Linked DNA regions of Rattus norvegicus: regions 1 and 2 are each linked to region 3. A link is a contact called in public Hi-C and HiChIP or PLAC-seq data. All regions are on one chromosome and are shown on one strand. Each heading gives the region's core, a stretch centred on a gene start, on an enhancer-like site or on the middle of the called end of the contact. The rest is flanking DNA. Distances are from core to core; before and after follow the strand shown.

The links. A called contact is a pair of places that touch in the nucleus more often than the background predicts. HiChIP or PLAC-seq counts read pairs in DNA pulled down with a chosen protein or histone mark.
Region 1: a Hi-C map of the A7r5 cell line shows a contact between it and region 3, with 1.8 times the contacts expected there. The contact joins the enhancer-like site here to the promoter of Vldlr in region 3. A contact is called at or near these places in 1 of 12 Hi-C or Micro-C datasets (the A7r5 cell line) and 1 of 1 datasets of contacts at active chromatin or transcription factors (oligodendrocytes).
Region 2: an H3K27ac HiChIP or PLAC-seq map of oligodendrocytes shows a contact between it and region 3, with 4 times the contacts expected there. The contact joins the promoter of Pum3 here to the promoter of Vldlr in region 3. A contact is called at or near these places in 2 of 12 Hi-C or Micro-C datasets (the A7r5 cell line and the Rat2 cell line) and 1 of 1 datasets of contacts at active chromatin or transcription factors (oligodendrocytes).

Annotation. Positions count from the first base shown.
Region 1 is chr1:233,866,123-233,868,822 of GRCr8, reverse strand. No RefSeq gene overlaps it. Among named protein-coding and RNA genes, the nearest start is that of Smarca2, 250 kb to the right of the region's middle. Within about 2 kb of position 1,407, at least 47 of the 93 cell types and tissues checked have an H3K27ac peak or open chromatin away from gene starts, as enhancers often do. A contact at or near this core is called in the A7r5 cell line, where this site is marked.
Region 2 is chr1:234,526,218-234,528,917 of GRCr8, reverse strand. It overlaps Pum3 (pumilio RNA-binding family member 3), which reads left to right and starts at 1,306. Exons shown (of 18, transcript NM_001025036.1): 1 at 1,306-1,339. It overlaps LOC102555808 (a long non-coding RNA gene), which reads right to left and starts at 932. Exons shown (of 5, transcript XR_010063222.1): 1 at 799-932.
Region 3 is chr1:234,239,329-234,242,028 of GRCr8, reverse strand. Vldlr (very low density lipoprotein receptor) reads right to left here and starts at 1,343. Exons shown (of 19, transcript NM_013155.2): 1 at 1,079-1,343. The coding sequence starts at 1,160.

The DNA.
Region 1 (2,700 bases), core at 158-2,657, 370 kb after region 3:
AAGATAGTATGGCCCATCCACCACAGTTTATGTCCTTTAAGGGGGTGGAGCCAATAAGGAGTAGCCAGGGGCTTTGAAAATGGGAGATTCTTGAAGACAGTTCCTTTGTTTTCATCGGGCTGTGATAGATGATTAATGCACGAAAAAGAACAGGAAGAACTAGAGAGCTAGGCACAGGGCCATCGTCAGCCTAACCTTGTCGCTTTTCAGTTGAGAAAACAGAGTGAAATACAAAGAAAGGGACTGTCTCAAACCAATGAGTTCAGAAAGGGAGAAAAGCATCCCTCAAATCTGCTCCACCTGTTCCGTGGAGATTTGAATCACGTGATAAGGATGACCCGATTCCTGCAAGAAGTGGTCCTTGGGCCTTCCTGAGCAGAGGGACATTAAAAGGAGATGGACAGGAGATGCTAATGGTGATTAAACCCCATGTTTTCTTCCTGGCATCATATGAAGAAATTTGGAAGCATGGGGACAGTTTATCTGAAGGATGTGATGACCATAATATTATCCAGTGACAGCCCATTACCCCTTTTCAGAATGAGGAGTCTTGGCTGCCTCTTTGAAACAGTTCCTGAGAATGCCGAAGTCCATTCCAGAGGCTCAGAAGTCAGACAGGATAACGTTAGTCTCCACTGGACCCAGCATCATTCCAGGAGCACCAGCCGGTCCTCTGCTTAATGTGTGAGCTCTTGTCTTTGGTCCTGATGACAGGTGTTTGCATATGAGTTACACAGGTTCTCCACAGGGATAGCTGTCTTCTTGGGGATCCCCCGCCCCACCCTGAGTCACAGATAAGTTCCTGAGAAGTGGGTTGGAGCTTCTCTGACAGTTCAAGGGTCCATACATAAAAGACAGCCAAGCCATGCATTTGGCATAAAGCACTTAGAACTTGGGACTTGAGTCCTTGATCACTGACTATGAAAATAGTTTCCCCTCAGTCCTTCAGAGCTGTGAGTCTTTGAAGATGAAGTGGGCATTTGATCCTGAACCCACCACCACCACCACAGCAGGACTCAGGCTTTCCAGCAGCCTTGTCTGCTTTTCACCCCTTCAAAGGTTACAGATCAAAGAGCCCCAGGTCTCAGTGGCTCCCTATAGGCTGCTGGGCTAACCCAGCCACATTTTGGCACTAGGTCAATGCCATTCTTTGGACCTGGGTGTTCCCCAGATCACATTAATCCTCAATCAGGGTTTTCCTCTGATGTCACAGCCCCAGAGCCTGCCCCAGATCTTGAGAGTCATTGATTTCATGTCAACCAGGGACTGAATAGAGCACCTTCAGTTCAACAAAAATAACTGCCACTGACTCAAACAAGAAACAGCCTGTCCCCAAGGTGCCCTGTCACCAAGCAAGGACACCTCCCCCACATACAGCACAGTCCCTTTGTTCTGTGCCAGTCAGTCCCCCTTTAACTGTGCTGTCCTCTCTGATTCATCCCTCTCGCTCAGGCAGGGTGACTCAGAAAGTGCTGTGTAAAGCCTTGCTCCTCCGCTTAATTGATAAAATATAGCCAAGCCAAGGAGGGGCTATGCAGAGTCCAAGGACGGACAGAAGGAGATTGCTAAGCAACATGCCGAGGGGCTGTGGGTGCGGACAGCTGAGAAGGGACACCAGAGGACCGGCTGGGCTGGCCTTCAGCCATTTGGAACATAAACCTCAGAAGAGGACAAAAGAAGAGCCCAGCCACAAGTTTCCAAATGCCACCCAGGAACACAAACCAGAGGCAGGCCACACACATTTACAGTGTGAGAGGAGCCATGTGACCTGTTCTAGTCGTCCCTTAAGCATCACCGACTATATATATCCCTGCAAAGGGCTGTGCCAGGGCAAGATGTCACACACAGAAAAGTGATGCTTTCTGCAATCAGTTAAGCTGGACCTTCCGTCAGAGCAAACAGCACAGGACTCAATGCTCCTTCTAAGGAGGAAATAGAGGGCATGGAAACGTGTGAAGTATGTATAGAAACGCACATTCATGTACACATATAGATTCCTCTTCTGCATACTGACCGAACCCATGCAGACACTTTATGGTTGGGCTAACAACCAATATTATACTTTTAAAATATGTTTAAAGTTTAAATATTGGAAACAAATGCCATTTGCTTCAGCGACAAAAAGTTTACATGAAGGACAGAGATGTTAGCCAAATCTGATGATGACCCATGCCTGGAATCTCAGCACTTGAGAGGCCGAAGTAGGAGGAGTACCACGAGTTCAAAGCTAGCCTGGGCTAAAGAGTGAATCTGTGTATTTAAAGAGAGAGAACAAGGCTGAACATTAAACCTTTTCTTTTCTTTTTTTCCACAGAGTTGCAGGATTTGCAATCAAAAGGGCAGGACACTAGGAAACATTTGCTGAGGTGATGGTAATCCACATGCTTGGTGACTGAGGGACCCTTCCATTTGGTCTACTTGCTTACTTGGTTCTTGGGCTTCTCTTAAGAGACTTTTGGTACCTGGTCAATTTGTATTTTATATTACAAGCAAGTCTTTACCAAGATTACTATGGTTTAGAGGCATGGGAGATAGGAGATGGTGAAAACAGTTGAATCCTTGGAATGGAGGGGAGTAGAGACTGGGGAGGAGAGGCTTACAAACTGATTGATGGCTTCCTCGGGTGGGGATCGTATTAAACAAAACAAAACAAAACCAGTCTTTCCAGTCTGTGCCAGGGCTTAGCTGTGACAGTGTACA
Region 2 (2,700 bases), core at 57-2,556, 290 kb before region 3:
TTGTTGTGCAGTATGACTCTGTGGTATTCCTTGGCTCCTGACAGCCAGGATATCTTTTGGAGCAGAACTGTCACAGGGGAAATTTTCTCCGAGTCAGAGCAAAGCAGCAACACTAGCATCGGGGAAACTTTCCCAGCAGCTGGAGCAGAACTTCTGTAGGGGAAACCTTTCCCTACCGAGCTTCAACACTTACAGGTGTGTTACCAGAGACACAAGAGGCAGGGTCCACCTGGAATTATAGTCTGTAAGCTTATTTGCGAACGATCTAACAAATTGTCAAGTGTTCTTACAATAAAGATCCAGGAGAAAGAAAGGCAGGGGCAGGAGCCAGAACCATAAGCCAAGGGACTGCTGAAGATACACGGGAAGTTCACCCACTCCTTGGGGCTTCAAATGGGGTCCCGCTCAACCAACATCTACATTTCAGAACTGTTAGGTAATAAGGTTCTGTTGTTTGGCATGACGTGGGGTCCCGCTCAACCAACATCTACATTTCAGAACTGTTAGGTAATAAGGTTCTGTTGTTTGGCATGACGTGGGGTCCCCTGAAACTGAGTTTACAGTAAGTTGCCATGTAGGTGCTGGGAATTGAACCCAGGTCGTCTCCAAGAACAGAAAACAGCTTAGCCACGTCTACAGTCTCAAATATCAAGTTAACTACGTCTATTGCTTCCTCGGTAAAATGGAGTAATACCTTAAATATATATCCTGAAGTGGAAAAATGGGGAAATGTATGCCCAAACACGAGCCGACGTTAAAACACGCCATTTACGGAGAGAGCTTTTCACATTAACTTACTGTGCTTGGTTCTTTACACGAATGGTTCCCGAGGGATCTAATTTATCCAGAGAGTCACAGCTAGGGTGGGAAATGAGGGAGACATAGGAGTAGGTAAGCAAGATTACAATAGAACACACTCGGGGACAGCTTTTATCCTCCAGACTAAACTAACGAAAAAAGACGCGAACGAGCACACAGACAAGCGAACAGTCCAAACGCTAGCCCGGATTGCAGACTTAAGTCCTTCGGAAACCCGGCAGCCCTCGCGAGAACCGGCGTCGTTCCCAGAAATCTGCAGGCTCAAGCGTCACTTTCCCGAGCCACTGACTCGCCTTCCACCTGACGGATCCCCTCAAGGGCCAAAACTCACGTAGTCCTCTCGCGTATAGGGGCGAAAATGGACCAATAGAAACTACGGATTTCGTGTTTCCTAAGCTCCACCCCTTGACCCCAGCACCAGGACGGGACAATACAACCGAGGATCCGGGGCGGGGCGGAACGCGGAAGCGGAAGCGGCGGTGGGTAGCGGAACTCCGTGAGCTTCTTCCCCACGTGTGCGGTGAGTGTTGTGGAGAGTTTGATGCGGGATGTGCGGGGCTAGTTTCCGCCGATCGCTGTGGAGCAGGGGGCTCTGCGGGGTAGTGGGCGAGCGGCATCTACAGACCCACCCCCGGGATGGTCTGCCTGGCCGCTTCGATGGCTCCGAGTTGGAGGAACCCTGGCGAGGGCAGGGGTTAAACCCTCTCTATTGATTATTGTAGAGCTAGAGGAACTAGTTCTGTGGGTCACAGTCACCCCGCCCGTCCCTTGACAGACCTTGTGCATAGGAGCAGTGCAGGGAAAGCTGAAGAAGGGACCCATAAGCCGAGACCTAAAGCGTGATAGGAGGCAAGAGTATTTTAAACAGAGGCGGTGAGCTGTCCCGGAGTTGGGAGTTGGGAGTACGGCGCTAACTAGATAAAGAGGAGGGTAGAACTTCGGAGCCGTGGTGTCGAGTTTCTTTATTTCTGTGTAATGGGAAGCATTTTTCTTTGTGTCCCTATGCATATAAAACATTGAAGGATTATTAGAAAAAAATTGGAGGTTCACGGTAGGCCTCGATTCTCTTAAAGAAAAATGTACTTAATTTGCAAGTTCGGCAAGGAGACTTTTGATTTGCATTGAGTGTTGGTAGTAGAAACAGGTAACTTGAAGGGGATTACAAGATATAACTTACTGATGGGTACAAGGTGACTGGCAAAGAAGTAAAAGTCAGGAGCAGTGTTCCAGTTTTCTCTCTGCGGAGTGGAGTAGATGATGCCCCATTGGCTACAGCAAGATTAGGCAGGGAGAGAAAGATGGCAGTGTGTGGTGGAAATGCAGAGCGTTATGATTCAGACATGACGTATAAGATGCCAGTTATATGCATAATCAAAAGGTGTTGAGGACTCATTGCTGTAGGTGTAGGACGTTGTCTTGGGGTCTGAAAACACCCTTGTCCCAAGGCTCCACCTAATTTGCTTTTCTTGCTCTTGGGTTAGCCATTAATTTGATAGTGAAGTAACTTGGCAAATGGTCATGAGGGTTAACATCATGACTGCCACATACCTTTGTCACTGTGAGAACAGCACCGCTCTGCTATCATGTGTCACCCTCTCCCCGACCCAAGCATAACTTCAATCTAATAATAAAAATCCCCAAAGGGAACATAACCTGTAAAAACGGAGGAGGTATGATGGCTACATCTTGGATAGAAAGAGGACAGGAATGAGAAAATTGATTTCCAAATAAACCTTGTGTTACACTAGTGTCATTTCGAAAGTGTCTTATTAAGTTGCCAATGGGGAAGCTGAGTAACAGATCTATAGGCTCTTTATCTTTTTAAATCTAATGTAAGTAAATAAAGGTAGCCCTTGAAACCTACATTTGAGGGCCATTGGC
Region 3 (2,700 bases), core at 94-2,593:
AGTGGCCTGCCAAGGATCAGACCGGACCTTGTTAGGAAGGCGTCTTATCACCTGCTCTGGAAAGTTGTATGACCCAAGATGAGACTCTGAAAGTACACAGGGCTCCGAAGTCAGTGTGCTGACCCCCGGGGACTCGATTGTAGTCACCCCCGCCCTCCGCAAGCTACAGTCACACTTCAGCTCCAGCACCACACCTTCCGGCCTTATTGTGTAGAATAAAGGCTAATTACAGTCACTACACTGGGACTCAGTTTCTCTGGGGGAAAGTGTTGCCCAGAATGAGGCTCAGCAAAGTAACCTGATTAAGTCTGGATCCCACTCCCCTCCCCCGTTCAGTTATCTCAGAGACCCCAGAGGTTTTTAAAGGCTGCAGTAGCTGCGGAATCCCCGGGGGAGGGAGAAAGAAAGGCACTCAGAGGACAGTCCAGTTGAAAGCCACACTTGGAGCCTGAGAGATGGCCCGGCGCCTGGGGAGTCGCAGTCCCGGGCGCAGGCTGCGTACTTGACATGGCTCGGCCTCCAGGCTGCCGCCCACCGAACGTGCGCCTGCTCACGGCGGCGCGAGGACTACAGGCTCGGCCGGCACCTGGTGCCCGGTGTCCTCGGAGACGCCCACCTTCACCCACCGTGCGCTCTCAACCCTGCTTAAGTCTGAGGGACGCACCCGGGCTTCCAGGCCCCATGCTCTGCCAGGGTCCTAACAGCCCGCCTGGCAGAGGAGGCAGAACCATTGTTCAGTGGCTCTACAGCCCACATCCCCTAGCCCTTGTCAATGGGAGGTGAAAACCATGTAAAACAGAGGTTCTGGAAAGAAGGGGGACACAGAAGGATGACAACAAGTTCAAGGGACGCTTCAGGACACCCTAAACCCCACAGTCCCCCGGGCCCGGCTCCCAGTAGCCTCGGCTCTGACAGCTCAGAGGCGCCACCCGGGTGGGGAGGGGAGCAGGAGAGGAGCGTGGAGAGACGTCTGCTAGGAGGGGATGGGCAAGAGGAGCCCCGGGGTCTCCCAAAACGCAGCGATCGCGGACGCCCGGCTTGTTTCGGGCCGAGTGTGGAGGGGCGCGTCCCCACTCACCGCTTGCAGTGGCGCCGCTGTCCCGGGGCGCCCAGCACAGCGCGAGCAGCAGCCACAGCGCCCAACGCGCGGACGTGCCCATGCTGCCCGCCCGGATGGTGCCTCCGTCGCGCCGTCGTTGTCGCCGTTCGCTCCGCACAACAAGTTACCAGCCCTTCGGAGAGGAGGAAGGAGGTGGGGGCGGGGAGGGAGGAGGCGAGGAGGAGGGGGAAGGAGTGAGGAGCCGGGAGCACGGAGAGCACGCAAGGAGCGGGCACCCCTTCTCTGCAACTTGCACGCTCTACTCCTCGCCAGCCACCCAGCCAGCCAGCCACCCGGTCACCTCCCCCGCCGCGGCCGCGGTGTGCGCGCAGACCCTGCGGGCGGAAAATAATGCAGGCGTTGCAGAGAAGGGGAGGGAGAGGGGAGGGAACGGCGCGGGAGGAGGGGGCGGGGAGCCCGTTCGCCGCCGGGGACAGCTCGAGTGAACGGTCTTGGGGCACCCACCGGGGCGGCGGCAGGAGCGCGGCCGAGCGGCGCGGCGACCCCAGCGGGGGAGCTCAGCCCAGCAGCTCCAGCACGCACCGCTCTCCCGCGCGCTGTGAGGAGGGTGCGGGGGCAAGTGGCAGCGTGCGTGCGTGAGTGGCTGGGGCTGGGGCTAGGGCTGGGGCTGGGGCTGTCGCCGCCGCCATCCGGACGGCTCCAGGGGCTCGGCTTCTCCGCGCGTCGGCCTGGGGCTCACGGGGGACCCGGGGCGGCCTCTGGTTGGCTCGCGCACCGTTCTCACCTCCAATCCCGGGTGCCTGTCCTAATTTCCTGATCCAGGGAACCTGCGGCCGCAGCAGCTGTGCGCTCCCTAGCTCCCTACAGTCGCTACTGTACCCTCCTGGCGCCGTGGCAAGGAGCGCTGATGCAACTATTGCTGCTGTTGCCACCGCCTCCGGGCTTGATGGGGTTGGCAGTTGAGGGGTCTGGGGGCAGCAAGGAACCCTCTTCCCCCCTCTCCAGAGCCCCTAGGAAGGGCTGATGTTGTGAGGTCGGTAGGTAGCATCTTCTGAGGGGACTCTTCTCGCCAACCTGAAAGTGATGAAGAGGAGGGATGCGAACGCTCCGCTGTTCTGTGTGGGGTTCGGTGTCCCATCACAGTGGCAAGCTGACATGCCATTTTGTTAAAAATTAAATGTGGCTTTAAGCAAGAGTGTGTGAAAGAGAGAGAGAAAAAGAACAAGAGCGCTCCCGCGGTTGTGGCTTGTCCTCTGTAATAGAAGAAGACTAAAATAACCGAGTCTGGGATGGGGAGGAGGGAAATTGCCAGCGCAGCCCTGCATTCTCTCATCAACGATTATAGTTAATTGCTAATTGCACAAAATGATAGTTTGAGGGCCTGTAATTAAAAGCTTAACCTTTTTCTGGTTGGAGGAAGGGGACCCCGGTAGATTTATTCTCGGTATACTTTGTAACGTTCAATTACGAGCATTGTGGAGGGAAAAAAGGAAGTAAAGTCAACCTTCTCGAAAGGATAGATCGGGGGAGGTGGGTGCCGGGCAGGACCTAAGTCTAGGATTTGTTCTTATTGAACTTCAGTTTTCTTGAACACATCGCCCTGGTTGAGAGGCCTTCTGTGCTCTGGTCTAAGCAGAGTA